Regions from separate parts of the Pan troglodytes genome. Here region 1 is linked to region 2. Evidence: chromatin contacts called from public HiChIP or PLAC-seq data. All regions are on one chromosome and are shown on one strand. Each heading gives the region's core, a stretch centred on a gene start, on an enhancer-like site or on the middle of the called end of the contact. The rest is flanking DNA. Distances are from core to core; before and after follow the strand shown. Region 1 holds the start of VCF1 (VCP nuclear cofactor family member 1). Region 2 holds the start of COG1 (component of oligomeric golgi complex 1).

What was found. HiChIP or PLAC-seq counts read pairs in DNA pulled down with a chosen protein or histone mark.
Region 1: an H3K4me3 HiChIP or PLAC-seq map of stem cell-derived excitatory neurons shows a contact between it and region 2, with 4 times the contacts expected there. The contact joins the promoter of VCF1 here to the promoter of COG1 in region 2. A contact is called at or near these places in 1 of 7 Hi-C or Micro-C datasets (stem cell-derived neural progenitor cells) and 1 of 1 datasets of contacts at active chromatin or transcription factors (stem cell-derived excitatory neurons).

The regions. Positions count from the first base shown.
Region 1 is chr19:86,208,217-86,214,995 of NHGRI_mPanTro3-v2.0_pri, forward strand. VCF1 (VCP nuclear cofactor family member 1) reads right to left here and starts at 4,866. Exons shown (of 3, transcript XM_016932857.3): 1 at 4,610-4,866. The coding sequence starts at 4,830. It overlaps MTNAP1 (mitochondrial nucleoid associated protein 1), which reads left to right and starts at 5,151. Exons shown (of 6, transcript NM_001251848.2): 1 at 5,151-5,246; 2 at 5,747-5,852.
Region 2 is chr19:86,169,020-86,175,366 of NHGRI_mPanTro3-v2.0_pri, forward strand. COG1 (component of oligomeric golgi complex 1) reads left to right here and starts at 3,938. Exons shown (of 14, transcript XM_003315702.7): 1 at 3,938-4,695. The coding sequence starts at 4,381.

The sequences.
Region 1 (6,779 bases), core at 3,616-6,115, 40 kb after region 2:
TTAAGTTAGTAAAACTCATTTCTAAAAAGAAGCTTAACAATTTTAAACGTCTGTTGGGACTGAAACAAGAACAGGAAGAGGTTAATGACTAAGCTTTCAACCTCTAACCTAATTAAGGTTTTCTTCTTTTTACACTCCCTGAAATTAGGATTCCGAGTTACCTAATTGTACTCCCTTCCATATGACAACATTTGATATAAGAGTGGCTGCCTTTGCCTATTTGCCCTGAAAACCCTTATAAAAGTACCTCTTGGTCACATTAACCTGCTTATTCTGGCAACACTAGCCGGTATTATGATATAACAATTACTTCACTAGATTGTTACTATGAGATGATAGCATAAGCTGCTTAAAATTTCCAGGTTTAAAGAAAAATCACACATCTTTCTTAGGCAAGTGTTCTCAGACATGCAAGAAACACCAAATTAGTATGTACTCTATTTAAGAATTATGTGCTGTCAAAACGATTTCTGAACCTGTTAGAAAACAGAAATAAATGAAAGGAGGTATAATTTTCAGTCAAATTGCCCGGAACTGTACTGTCCAATATGGTAGCCACTAGCCACATATGGTTATTTACATTTAAATTAACTAAAATTAACCATCCAGTTCCTAGGTCACAGCAGCCCTGTTTCTAGTGCTCAGTGGCCACGTGTAGCTAGTGGCTACTGCACTGACCAGCACAGATAAAGGACATTTCCGTCACTGCAGAACGTTCTCCGGAGCAGCACAGGCTAGAGGTCTGTATGTACATGGCAGCAGCACCTATTACAAAACACTTGAAGTTTCAGCTTTCTATAGTTAAGAGACAAAAGGCTAGTGTGGACACACAGCTCTTGGAAAGCATGTACATTTGGAGGATATAGTGTCTTCTAAATAATTATACACTTTCTATGAGAGTAGGGTGGCTTACAGTGGCAGGCCTTTAATCCTAAAGGTTTTGAGTTGAGGTTTGAATATTAGAGAAAATAAATGATCACCCTAAGCTCAATTCTCTGTACTCTGCAACATTCTGAATAGTTCTAACTTTAATAATGAGTATGGATCCCAGCTTAAGTTTGGAATAATAAAGAGTGTGTGGTTCTGATAAAGCTTCAACCATCCTGCACTGGGCTATGTAATTTACTTCATTCTAAGACATTTCTGCTCCCCACCTTTCTCTTAGGAGATCAGATCTTAGCTGCACATTACTTTGAAGTAGTTGGAGGTTAAAAAAAAAATAGATGAATACCAGGTTTTAATAATCATTAAATGGATGTGCTTTTATCATAAATTTGAACCAAGAAACTGCTAATTTCATCCTAATATGATCAGGGAACTTGCGTGGGAGTGTTCTGCAGAGGCAAAGCAATGTCTGCTGGGAGGCCAGTCGACACCCAAAGAGAAAGTCATTGAGTAAGTAGCAGCTGCTGGTCCTCACACACCCATTTTATCAGCGTGCCAACAGCTGACTGGGCTTTGGGCTGCTGAGTCACTCTAACTAAACTTAGGAGCCTGATCAAAATTTGCTATCTCCTCATTTATAATGGGGGATAGATCTTTCCAGGGACAAGACTATGAATGTCAAGGAGGTTGCATGGCAGAGGGACTGTAAGAACAAAAAAAGATGAGATGATTTTGTGGATTTCAACTAATCTCTGGGAGAGTCACATGAAATATCCCTGCCTCATAAATTACTTGATCTCTCAAGGCACCAGAATAATCTCTTTGGCCTGTTGGTAGCCTTCTCCTCTGGATGGTACCAGATTAAGAAAGAGTCCTACCTGCTCTTCATTTGCCTTTTTCTAGGCTCTTAGCAGATCTCATCCTTGAAACATTCTTCTTTCAACAATGGTGTTAACAACTGGCAAGATTACAGCTTCATGCTCATCCCTATCAGTTCAATCAATCAGATTACAATTTTTGGCATTAATGCCACAGACCAGGTTATGATTTTAGCAGGCACCCCTATAACTGATTATATTCTTCCCTAACCATCTAGGTGCAGATTACCAGTTAGCATCTGTTACTTCTACAGATGGTTGATTCCATCACGTTGCATTATTTCATTTCTCTCCAACCTTCCTGTCATCTCCTAGAGACTCGGCATAGAAATAATCTTAAGAGTATGGGCTGGGCACGGTGACTCACACCTGTAATCCCAGCACTTTGGGAGGCTGAGGCAGGCAGATCACTTGAGGTCAGGAGTTCGAAACCAGCCTGGCCCACATGGTGAAACCCTGTCTCTACTAAAAATACAAAAGAGTTAGCAGGGCGTGGTGGCGTGTGCCTGTAATCCCAGCTACTTGGGAGGCTGAGGCAGGGGAACTGCTTGAACCCAGGAGGTAGAGGTTGCAGTGAGCCGAGATCGCGCCACTGCACTCCAGCCTGGCTGACACAGTGAGACTCCATCTCAAAAAAAAAAAAAAAAAAAAAAAAGAGTATGGAAACTAGTGGTTTTCAAACTTTATTTTAAAAAGTAACAGAACTCTTTCTTTCTTACTGTAAAAAAATTCTCTCTATATAAGAGATAAAGGATCTGTTAAAGTAGGGACTCCCAGTCTGGTGAGGTGGCTCACATCTGTAATCCCAGCACTTTGGGAGGCCGAGGCGGGTGGATCCCTTGAGCCCAGGAGTTCAAGACCAGCCTGGGCAATATAGTGAAACCCCACCTCTACCAAAAATACACAGATTAGCTGGGTGTGGTAGCTCACACCTGTGGTCCAGCTACTCAGGAGGCTGACGTGGGAGGATCACCTGAGCCTGGGAGGTTGAGGCTGCAGTGAGGCATGATGGGGCCACTGCACTCCAGCCTGGTCGACAGAGTGAGACTCTGTCAATCAATCAGTCAATCAATCAACCAATCAATCAATCAATAAGCAGGGACTCCCTCACCACACACTCACCTCTCTGCGGCTATCCAATCTACTGTGGGAGAGCCTGAAAACCCTTTTTTTTTTTTAGATGGAAGTTTCGCTCTTGTTGCCCAGGCTTGAGTGCAGTGATCTCGGCTCACTGCAACCTCCGCCTTCCAGGTTCAAGCGATTCTCCTGCCTTAGCCTCCCAAGTAGCTGGGATTAAGGTGCCCACCACCAGGCCCAACTAATTTTTTTGTATTTTTAGTAGAGACAGAGTTTCACCATGTTGGCCAGAGTGATCTCCAACTCCTGACCTCAGGTGATCCGCCCGCCTTGACTTCCCAAAGTGCTGGGATTACAGGCTTGAGCCACCGCACCCAGCCGAAAAACCACCGTCTTAGACCATCCTAGAGCTGGCAGAGCTGGCCCATCATACTCCATTAAACACTGGCAAGAAAAGCCTGTCCAAATCAAATAACTTCTTTAAAACATGTTGAGATTATTTGTGTACAAGATAAAAGGAATCTACTGCCAGTATAAATGCATTCAGATTAGTTATGTACAGTAGAATTTTTATTTGTAGGAAATATTTAGATTTTTTTTCAGATATGTGAGACACCCCAAGAGAATATCGTAAGTATAAACTGGGTTTGGGAAAGAATAATATGGCAGTCGGGTCAGATTCACTGTATCTAAAGATCTTGTTCCTAATTCCGATGGCATGTCTGTAATTGGGCCCCCAATTTCAAATTTAGTCCACTCTTCTTTTCTATACAAGGAGAGGCTTTATGCTCCACCTGCTACATGACCCAAATCAATAATCCAATGCAGCAGCTTGGGGAACCCTAGGTTTTCACTATGGGACCAAATAAACTCAGGATACTTTTGAGAACTTCAATCACATGAAATAATTATTTCAGAGAAGGATCCTTGTGGAAAGACCGTAACAGGAAGAGCATTCTGAGGTAACCTTTCCCAACTTTCTCCTCCACACATTCTTGCAGAGGAAATTAAGAGAAAGAAAAAAATCAAGAAATCCCAACTTAGTCCGGACTCTAGTAGTACATGTCAAGCACAGAACCCCTAATTTAAGACCCGGGTCCCGAGGCCAGGCTCCCTCGGGAGGGTAGCGAGTGCATCGCGATAAAATCTTTCCTCCCGCCTTCGGAATCAAACGGCCTCGCAATCCAAACAGTTTAGAATCCAGCTTGTTCTTAATGCCACAGTCAAGAGAAGATCCATAACCCGCCTTGGTCATCTGCCCTTCTGTGTTCACAACCGTTCAGGGCACAAGTTCTTCGGTCTAACCGAATCTTTCCCTGCTGCGGGGTTAAGCCCAACCTTTCTTTCTGACCTTGGGGAGCCGGCAGCTCCCCGCCCGGTGCCCTCACAAAAGCCTTTGGGGGCTCCCTCTCCAAGATGAGACGTTTATCCCATCCCCCCACCCTCCTACATTTAGGACAGGAAAGCTTTAGGGCCACCGTCTCTCTTCCGGGACCGATCACACTTCGTTCCAAATAGGAAAAGACAGGGGGGAAAAAAGATGGAGGGGCGGGAGACCTGGACCCCGGAGAGTCACCTTCCAGCTACCCACAGGAACCAAGCATCCGATCACTCGCGCATCCCTCTCCCCTCCTCTCCCGGCCCGCAGTGCACCCCACAGGGAGCCCCGCTGGGTCCACTCTTGCTCCGACCCCCATTTCGCGCGCCCCCTCGGCTCTATCTCCCAGATCCTCAGGCGACGAATGGAAAGGGGGTCCCTTCCCTCTTACCTGGGACGGAGGCGCTCGCTCATGGCAGCTGGCGGATGGAAGCTACGCGGCGCCGCTCCGCGAAGAGAGGGAACAGAGGGGGTTGTGTTTCGGCGGCCGCCACGCCCACCCCCTCGGGCCTTGGCTCTCGCAGCCGCTCGGGTGGACGCAGCCGGTGGCGAGTACCCCTCAGTCGGACCCGTACCACCACTACTTCCGGCGTCTGCTCCGCGCCCCCCCATGTCGCTGCCGCCGTGGTACCGCCCTCCCGCGGCTGCGCAGTGGCACCATCCCAACCGCACCGACTGGTAACCCCGCCCACGGGAAGAGGCGGGCTCGGAGCGGGAGGAGCGACTAGGAGCTTCTGGGAGAAAGGACCTCCCCTGGGGTGGCAGAAGCGCTCGCCTGTTCACAGCCAACGGAGGGTACGGTATAAAAGTCAAGCCAGGTTTCAAATAAATTCAATTATGTCATAATAATATCATACAAGTATTTGAGTTGAATCCGTGTGAGGTAACATATTTTAAAACAGGCGGACCTATCCGGCAGTGGTGCAGACGGCCTGACGCGGTTCCTTGGCCGGGGGTTGGGCAGGCGCCTGGGGGGCTTCCCTGGGGGGCTTGTCGCCGGGGTCGCCTGGGCTTTCAGGTCTTCCGAGGTGAGGACGGTGGTCTGTGGGGAGCTTGCAAGGGCGGGTTTGTTTTCCGCGGCCCACGTTCTAAGTCTGGGGAAGACTCTCCTGAGCGGAGAGGGGAGGGAATCGGGTGCCGGGGCCGGCGGAGGGTCTTCCTGGAACCGCAGGAGGAAATCCTCGGTGGGGCTGCGGGAACGCCTGTCCCTGACCCAGGAGCTGCCGGGCCGACCCCATCCACTCCGCAGAATCAGAACAGCTGGCAGAATCAGAACAGCTTTCAGGGAAAGGAAGGGTGCGGGGAGGTGGGCAGGCTGGTAACGCAGCGGGAGGAGGGAAAGGCGGCTGGAGAGCGCCGGAGGTGAGGGTGAGGATTAGTGGAACTATTGAGGTCCTCCTTGAGCCCGGAGGCTGGGGAGGTCTTAACTCTGCTTTCCGGAACCTGTGTTTCTATTTGGTTCAGTATCGTGCCGCATTTACTCACTGTGCATGCTGCCAAGTCACCTGTCTGATCGTGTCTTACACAGGCTGACATTCACGTTTCATTCTGCCACACTCGGGAACGGTGATCGGGGAAGCATGGGGATCCGGGAGAAGCACCCGCAAAACTAGCATCCTCCTGGAGGAGCTCGGGTAAGAAAACAGACACCCACGTATAGACGTTATCGTGGGAATGTACCGGGATCTTTCAAGTAGGGTTGAGTGTGAGGTGGAGTGGAGGCAGAAACGTCTAGCAGGTGTCAAGCCCTTTCTAACGTTGTTAGCCGAAGGTCCATGGACTGGCTTCATTTGTGTGTATTATTGTAAACAAACAGTCTGTGGCTTTCATCCCGTTAGTGTGTACCTCCAAACAAAGTAAGAATGATGGCTCACGCCTGTAATCCCAGCAGGCCGGGCGCGGTGGCTCACGCCTGTAATCCCAGCACTTTGGGAGGCCGAGGCGGGTGGATCACCTGAGGTCAGGAGTTCAAAACCAGCCTGGCCAACATGGTGAAACCCCGTCTCTACTAAAAATACTAAAATTAGCTGGGCGTGGTGGCGCACGCCCTTAATCCCAGTAATCCCAGCCACTCGGGAGGCTGAGGCAGGAGAACCGTTTGAACCTGGGAGGCTGAGGTTGCTGTGAGCCAAGATCGCGCCACTGCACTCCAGCCTGAGTGACAGAGCGAGACTCCATCTCAAAAAAAAAAAGACCAAACAACAACAAAGTAAGAATGATTACTGTAATCTGTTGGCAGAAAACAGTTTTGTTTTGAATGACTTCGTACAGGATAAGGTGGGTTGGTTGCTTTATTGAATGGATTGGTGAAGATTGTGTCTATTTTGTAAGTGGTTTCAGTCACCCTTTTTAATCTCTTTGGTAGTCAGAAGATATTATCAGTTGTAGTACTGAATAATATTTAAACGTTTATATCTAAAGAATTCAGTGAACAAATATGGTATGCCAGGCTCAGTGCTAGGTTTTTACATACAGCTGTGTGCAGGATAGATATGTTTCCTGCCCTCTGGAACTTTATAGAAAGAATAAGAGATGTAGAAAGGAAATAACTTTCAACTAAA
Region 2 (6,347 bases), core at 2,688-5,187:
TAATCCCAAACACTTTGGGAGGCTCAGGCAGGCAGACCACCTGAGGTCAGGAGTTTGAGACCAGCATGGCCAAAATGGTGAAACGCTGTCTCTACTAAAAATACAAAAAATTAGCCGGGTGTGGTAGTGCGCGCCTGTAGTCCCAGCTACTTGGGAGACTGAGGCACGAGAACTGCTTGAGCCTGGGATGGGAAGGCTGCAGCGAGCTGAGATCGTGCCACTGCTCTCCAGCCTGGGAAACAGGGTGAGACTCCGTCTCAAAAAAAAAAAAGAGTGTGCCGATGGATCTAAAGAAACTAAAATGTGAGAATATATCCACTGCGTTGAAAGACTGCCCTCCAGCATGCAGATGCTTGGCTACCAGGCATGGCCACCCCATGTGTCATCTGCCTCCAAATCACTGGATAGCCACTCCAACTTGGGTGCCCAAACTGACTGCAGAGACCCACCCTTAGGCAGAGATCAGGAAGCAGTGTGGGTACCATCCGAATGGTGCTCAGAATTGTTTGAGCCATCTGTCTCTTGATATTCTGAAATTTTCTTTGAAGCTAATAATGTGACAATGTAGAAAGATCAAGGACTTCTAGAGCCAGGGGATCTGAAGACAGGCACCTGTGTGAACTCACGCAGGTTGCTTGACGCTAAAGGTTATCACACAACACACATGAACTCATCCCTATACCAGAACTAAACTATGGCAATAAGGCGAAAAGGTGCCTCTTTCACTCAGGTACCTCCTAATACCTTGAGAAAAAAAGGCTCCAGGTTCTCATCTCTGTCTTGCTGTCCCCGGCACAGTGCCTGGTCCGGCTGTGGCAGCTGAGGTCTTTGCCCCTGATCTGTGGTTTTGATGGTCCCAGCTGATATGCAGAAGGCAGAGGAAGGGGGTGGTGCTGTCCTGGGAGGCAGAGGACAAGGAAAGGAGCCATGGAGAGGAAAGAGTTAAAGACACATTTCCTCCAGGGCCAGGAGCTTTTCCAGTGACCAGGCAGTCAGTCGACAGCTTCTGTCAGTGCTCAGTTCTGCAGGCAGAGGAACAACAGTGGCATCTTCAGGCCAGTCAGATGAACTTGGCCAGGGAAATACAGAGGAAAGGCAGGGAACACCCTGATTTCAAACCACACTCTGGACTAGGTGAGGTGGCTCACACCTGTAACCCGAGCACTTTGGGAGGCTGAGGTGGGAGGATCCCTCTAGCCCAAGAGTTCGAGACCAGCCTGGGCAACAGAGTGAGGCCCTGTCTTTACACAAAAATTAAAAAATTAGCCGGGCATGGTGGTGCACACCTGTAATCCCAGCTACTAGGGAGGCAGAGGTGGGAGGATCACTTGAGCCCAAGAGGTGGAGGCTTCAGTGAGCCGTGATTGCACCCTGCACTCCAGCCTGGGCAACAGTGAGACCCTGTCTCAGAACACACACACACACACACACACACACACACACACACACACTGCAGTGCTGACAGCTGGCCAGTTTGTCTTTTCTCTACCTGACTCAGAACACACACACACACACACACACACACACACACACACACACACACTCTCTGCAGTGTTGACAGCTGGCCAGTTTGTCTTTTCTCTACCTGAGCTTACAGGTATTGTGCACAAGCGCAAGGGCCATCCCGTACAAAGCCCTGGGCCCCCCACTATCCCTGATATGTTGACATTTCTCCCCTTGCTGTAAGAAAGGCTTCAACCAAACTCTCATGGAGCTGGAACCTTAGTGCAGTGTCTATCAGTTAGGGCTAGGGCAAACCAGGGAAACCAATTTTGATTTTCAAAGAAACAAAATTGATCAGTAAGACATTGGACAGTTCATACAATCTCTGGGAAAGATGGGGAGGCAGGTTCAAGGGACAGGCAGGAAGGAAGGGAAACAGAACATTTAAAACCTAGACGAGCACACCACATGGTGATTCTGTCGAGGACGTCATTGTGGGTGCCCACGGCTGCCACCAGCACCACCGCCAGCATTAGCAGCTGGGAGCTGGAGCTAAGTTCACTGCCCTTGCTGTCCTTAGGGAGTGGATGTTGCCGGTGATACCTGTGCCACCACCAAAATGCAATCGCCCCTGTCACCTGCGATTTTTTTTTTTTTTTTTTTTTTGAGACAGGGTCTTGTTCTGTTGTCTAGGCTGGAATGCAGTGGCCCAATCATGGCTCACTGACGCAGTCTCGACCTCCAGAGGCTCAAGTGATCCTCTTGCCTCACTTGCCTCTTGTCAAGTGGCTGGGACTACAGGCCTACAGGCCCACACCACTACTCCCGGCTAATTTTCTTTTTCTTTTTTTTTTTTTTTTGAGACAGAGCCTCACTCTGTCGCTCAGGCTGGAGTGCAGTGGCTCGATCTCGGCTCACTGCAACCTCCGTCTCCCAGGTTCAAGTGATTCTCCTGCCTCAGCCTCCTGTCTGCTGCCTCAGCCTCCCGAGTAGCTGGGATTATAGGTGTGCGCCACCACGCCCAGCTAATTTTTGTATTTTTAGTAGAGACAGGGTATCACCATGTTGGCCAGGCTGGTCTCGAACTCCTGACCTCATGTGATCCGCCTGCCTCGGCCTCCCAAAGTGCTGGGATTACAGGCATGAGCCACCCGGCGCGCGCCCCTTTTTTTGTATTTTTTGTAAGGACGGGGTTTGGCCGGGTTGCCCAGGCTGGTCTTGAACTCCTGGGCTCAAGGGATCCACACGCCTTGGGCTCCCAAAGTGCTGGGATTACAGCCTGCTTCTTAATGTCACTAACTCTTCACCCAAGTCCTAGGCACTTGTGCCTGCTGTGCCAGTCCCAGGCCGCAGGCTGGCACCGTAGCTATAAAGGGCGCCAGAAAAAAAGATCTTGCTAGATAGCGATGAATTCCCCAATCACAGAAAGGAGATATACTGCGGATGCTTATCAGCCGAACACCAGTAAGTGTCCCTTGCAGAATGGGATTAGAGACTGCAAACTGCAGGCCCGCCAACAGAGGGTGCTCTGTGGGAAATTATGTGAAAATGTAGAAAAGAGCGCGAGCCAGTAATTTAAAAATCGACGTCCAAATACTCACTGGGTCACCTATCAGCTATGTAATTTGGGCAGGTAAATAAGCTTTTCTGTTTCTTTTTTTTTTTTTTTCCTCATAAATGGACTAGGAATATTACTCCTACCTACCTGGCATGGCCGATGTGCGAGAAAATGAGATAATCTCGTGGACAGGCTCTGAAAACTGCACTTTTACTGAGTAAAAAACCCTTTGCCTCTCCGGGCCCCCGTTTCCCCATCTGTAAAATGAGTCTGTAAAGTGAGAATGATACTCCCTACGCCGCAAGGCTCTTGCGGGTTAAACTGGAATATTATAAATGCACCATTTATTTGCAGATTGAAATTCTGTGCGTCCGGAGGTGGCGGGTGGGAGAAGGAATGAGCAGGGATGCAGGGTAGGCCCTGAGTTGCTGGGGGCTCAGCACGGCCGCTGCGCACATTGCATCATTTTGTCGACATTGGTGTGGGTGAAATCTTCCAAAAGAAATTAAAACAGAAAAAAAAAAAAAGAAGGGTCTGGGACTTAGCAGAAACAAGCCACAATCTCCAGATTCTACTATTCCTGGGCCACGTGAGGAGCGCCCACCCGTCTGGCGCTGCGTTCCCCGGGGCGTCCCAGCCTCTCCCGCCCAGCCCGCCGCCCTCCTCCCCCGTGGCCACCGAGGTCAGGCCTCTCGCAGGGAAAACGTCTTCAGGGGCTAAACATCGGTTTTAAACGAAATAGAAAACCCCCAACACGAATCAACAGCAGAGGAAAAACAGACGCCAAACAAGCGCTCAGAACCCCTTCAGGGGCGGCGAGATAGCTCTTCTCGGGGAACAGCGAGGGGCGCGGATGTCCCTCTTCCTAAAACTGCACGCGGGGTGCGATCCGAGACCCAGCGGCGGCGAGCGCGCCCGAGTCTGCTCGCGGGCGCCAGGCGCGCGGAGAGCGGCGGCTGCGCCTGCGCCAACGCCGTCAGCCCGCGGGGCCCGATCCCGACACCTAACTCCACAGAGAAGCTCTGCTCCTAAGGGAAAGGGAAGACTTCAGCCATAGTTTCGCAGCCAACCTGGCGACCTCACCTCTCTGGCGACCTCACTTCCCAGTCGGCTCCGTTTAAGAAAACCCCGCGCAGGACCGCGCCCGCCCCCTCGCGCCCGCCCCCTCGCGCCCGCCCCCTCGCGCCCGCCCCCTCGCGCCCGCCCCCTCGCGCCCGCCCCCTCGCGCCCGCCCCCTCGCGCCCGCCCCCTCGCGCCCGCCCCCTCGGGTAACAAACATGGCCCCCGGCGGGGCGGAAGCGCTTCCGCCCCCAACAAAGATGGCGGAGGGGCGGGACTAAAAGGGCGTAGGTGGATCGCCGGGGGCTGACGAGTGCACCATGGCCACCGCGGCAACCTCACCCTCGCTGAAGCGGCTGGATCTGCGCGACCCTGCGGCTCTTTTCGAGACGCATGGAGCGGAGGAGATCCGCGGGCTGGAGCGCCAGGTTCGGGCCGAGATCGAGCACAAGAAGGAGGAGCTGCGGCAGATGGTGGGCGAACGGTACCGCGACCTGATCGAGGCGGCCGACACCATCGGCCAGATGCGCCGCTGCGCCGTGGGGCTAGTGGACGCCGTGAAGGCCACCGACCAGTACTGCGCCCGCCTCCGCCAGGCCGGCTCGGCCGCGCCCCGGCCACCGCGGGCCCAGCAGGTCAGTCCCCGTGCCCCCACCCTGCGACCCGCAGGCGGGTCCCGGAGCCCCTGGCCTTGCAGGTCAACCCCGCCCCCCGCCTGTCAGTCCCAGACCCCGCGAGTCCTCACCTTCCTTAGCCAGGAGCCTATCCGGCCCTCACCCTTTGGGCCCCCCTCAGGGGACAGTGCCAGCCTTCCTTGCACAGATACGGCTGCTGATCCGTTCTGGAAATGCCATTCAACAGTTTCTTCAGGCGCTTTCCCCCGACTTCCGGGCCTTGATTCCTACACCTCACTGGGCTCCTTTCAATTTTAGCGGAAAACGCCAGGAGTTTCTGTCTTGGCAGTTCAACGCTCACCTATATAACATGTCCTGACATTGTTTTTCCTCAGGTTTCTCCCCTATGTTGACACCTGCACTCCAAGTCATTTCTTCCTCATCCCAACCTTCCCCTTATCCCTCCCCAAGAATAACTTCCACAACCCCAAATAGCTGTTCTACCCTTTGGGAGCTGTTGAGGGTAGTACCAGCTGTCAAGCCCTTAACCTTTTGTATGTATGTGACAGGGTCTCCCAAAGTGCTGGGATTACAGTCATGAGCCACCACAGCCGGCCAAGCCCTTACCTTTTAATAGCTGAACATTTTCATTTTCAGAACTAAGGCTTTTTTCATTCAGGTTATCCTTATCCCGTGTTCTTCCCACCAAACGCTATTGATTAGACACAATGAGGAAGGATGGGAGGTAAACAAACACATCCTCATATTGGAGCTGCAGCTTGCGTTCCTAAAGAATTTTTATTGGCCGGGTGCGGTGGCTCACGCCTGTAATCCCAGCACTTTGGGAGGCCGAGGCGGGTGGATCACGAGGTCAGGAGATCCAGACCATCCTGGCTAACACGGTGAAACCCCGTCTCTACTAAAAATACACAAAATTAGCCAGGCGTGGTGGCCGGCGCCTGTAGTCCCAGCTACTTGGGAGGCTGAGGCAGGAGAATGGCATGAACCTGGGAGGCGGAGCTTGCAGTGAGCCGAGATCACGCCACTGCACTCCAGCCTGGGCCACAGAGCGACTCTGTCTCAAAAAAAAAAAAAAAAAAAAGAATTTTTATTTATTTATTTTTTGAGACAGGATCTCGCTCTGTCACCCAGGCTGGAGTGCAGTGGCGCGATCTCGGCTCACTGCAACCTCCGCCTCCTGGGTTCAAGCGATTCTCCTGCCTCAGCCACCCGCGTAGCTGGGATTACAGGCACCTGCCACCATGCCCGACTAATTTTTGTACTTTCAGTAGAGACGGGGTTTCACCATGTTGGCCCGGCTGGTCTCCAACACCTGACCTCATGTGATCTGCCTGCCTTGGCCTCCCAAAGTGATGGGATTACAGGCGCGAGAGCCACCGCGCACGGCCCCTTAAAGAATATAGACCTAGCAAGGAACGAAGTGAAAGGGCATGAAGGGTGAAAAAGGTAAACAGGGAGTTGTTTTTAACAGCCTGGGAGAACTTACTGGGACATAGAAGAAAAAATTGAAAAGTACAGTCTAACTCCAGTTTGGAACTTTTTCATGCTATTTGAGCTTTACAGAAATCCTGGTCAGTAGACTGGACTGACACAATAAAACTATAGGAAGTTGCAAATAAGTTTGCGTATTTTTGAAATGAGTGACCTCATCC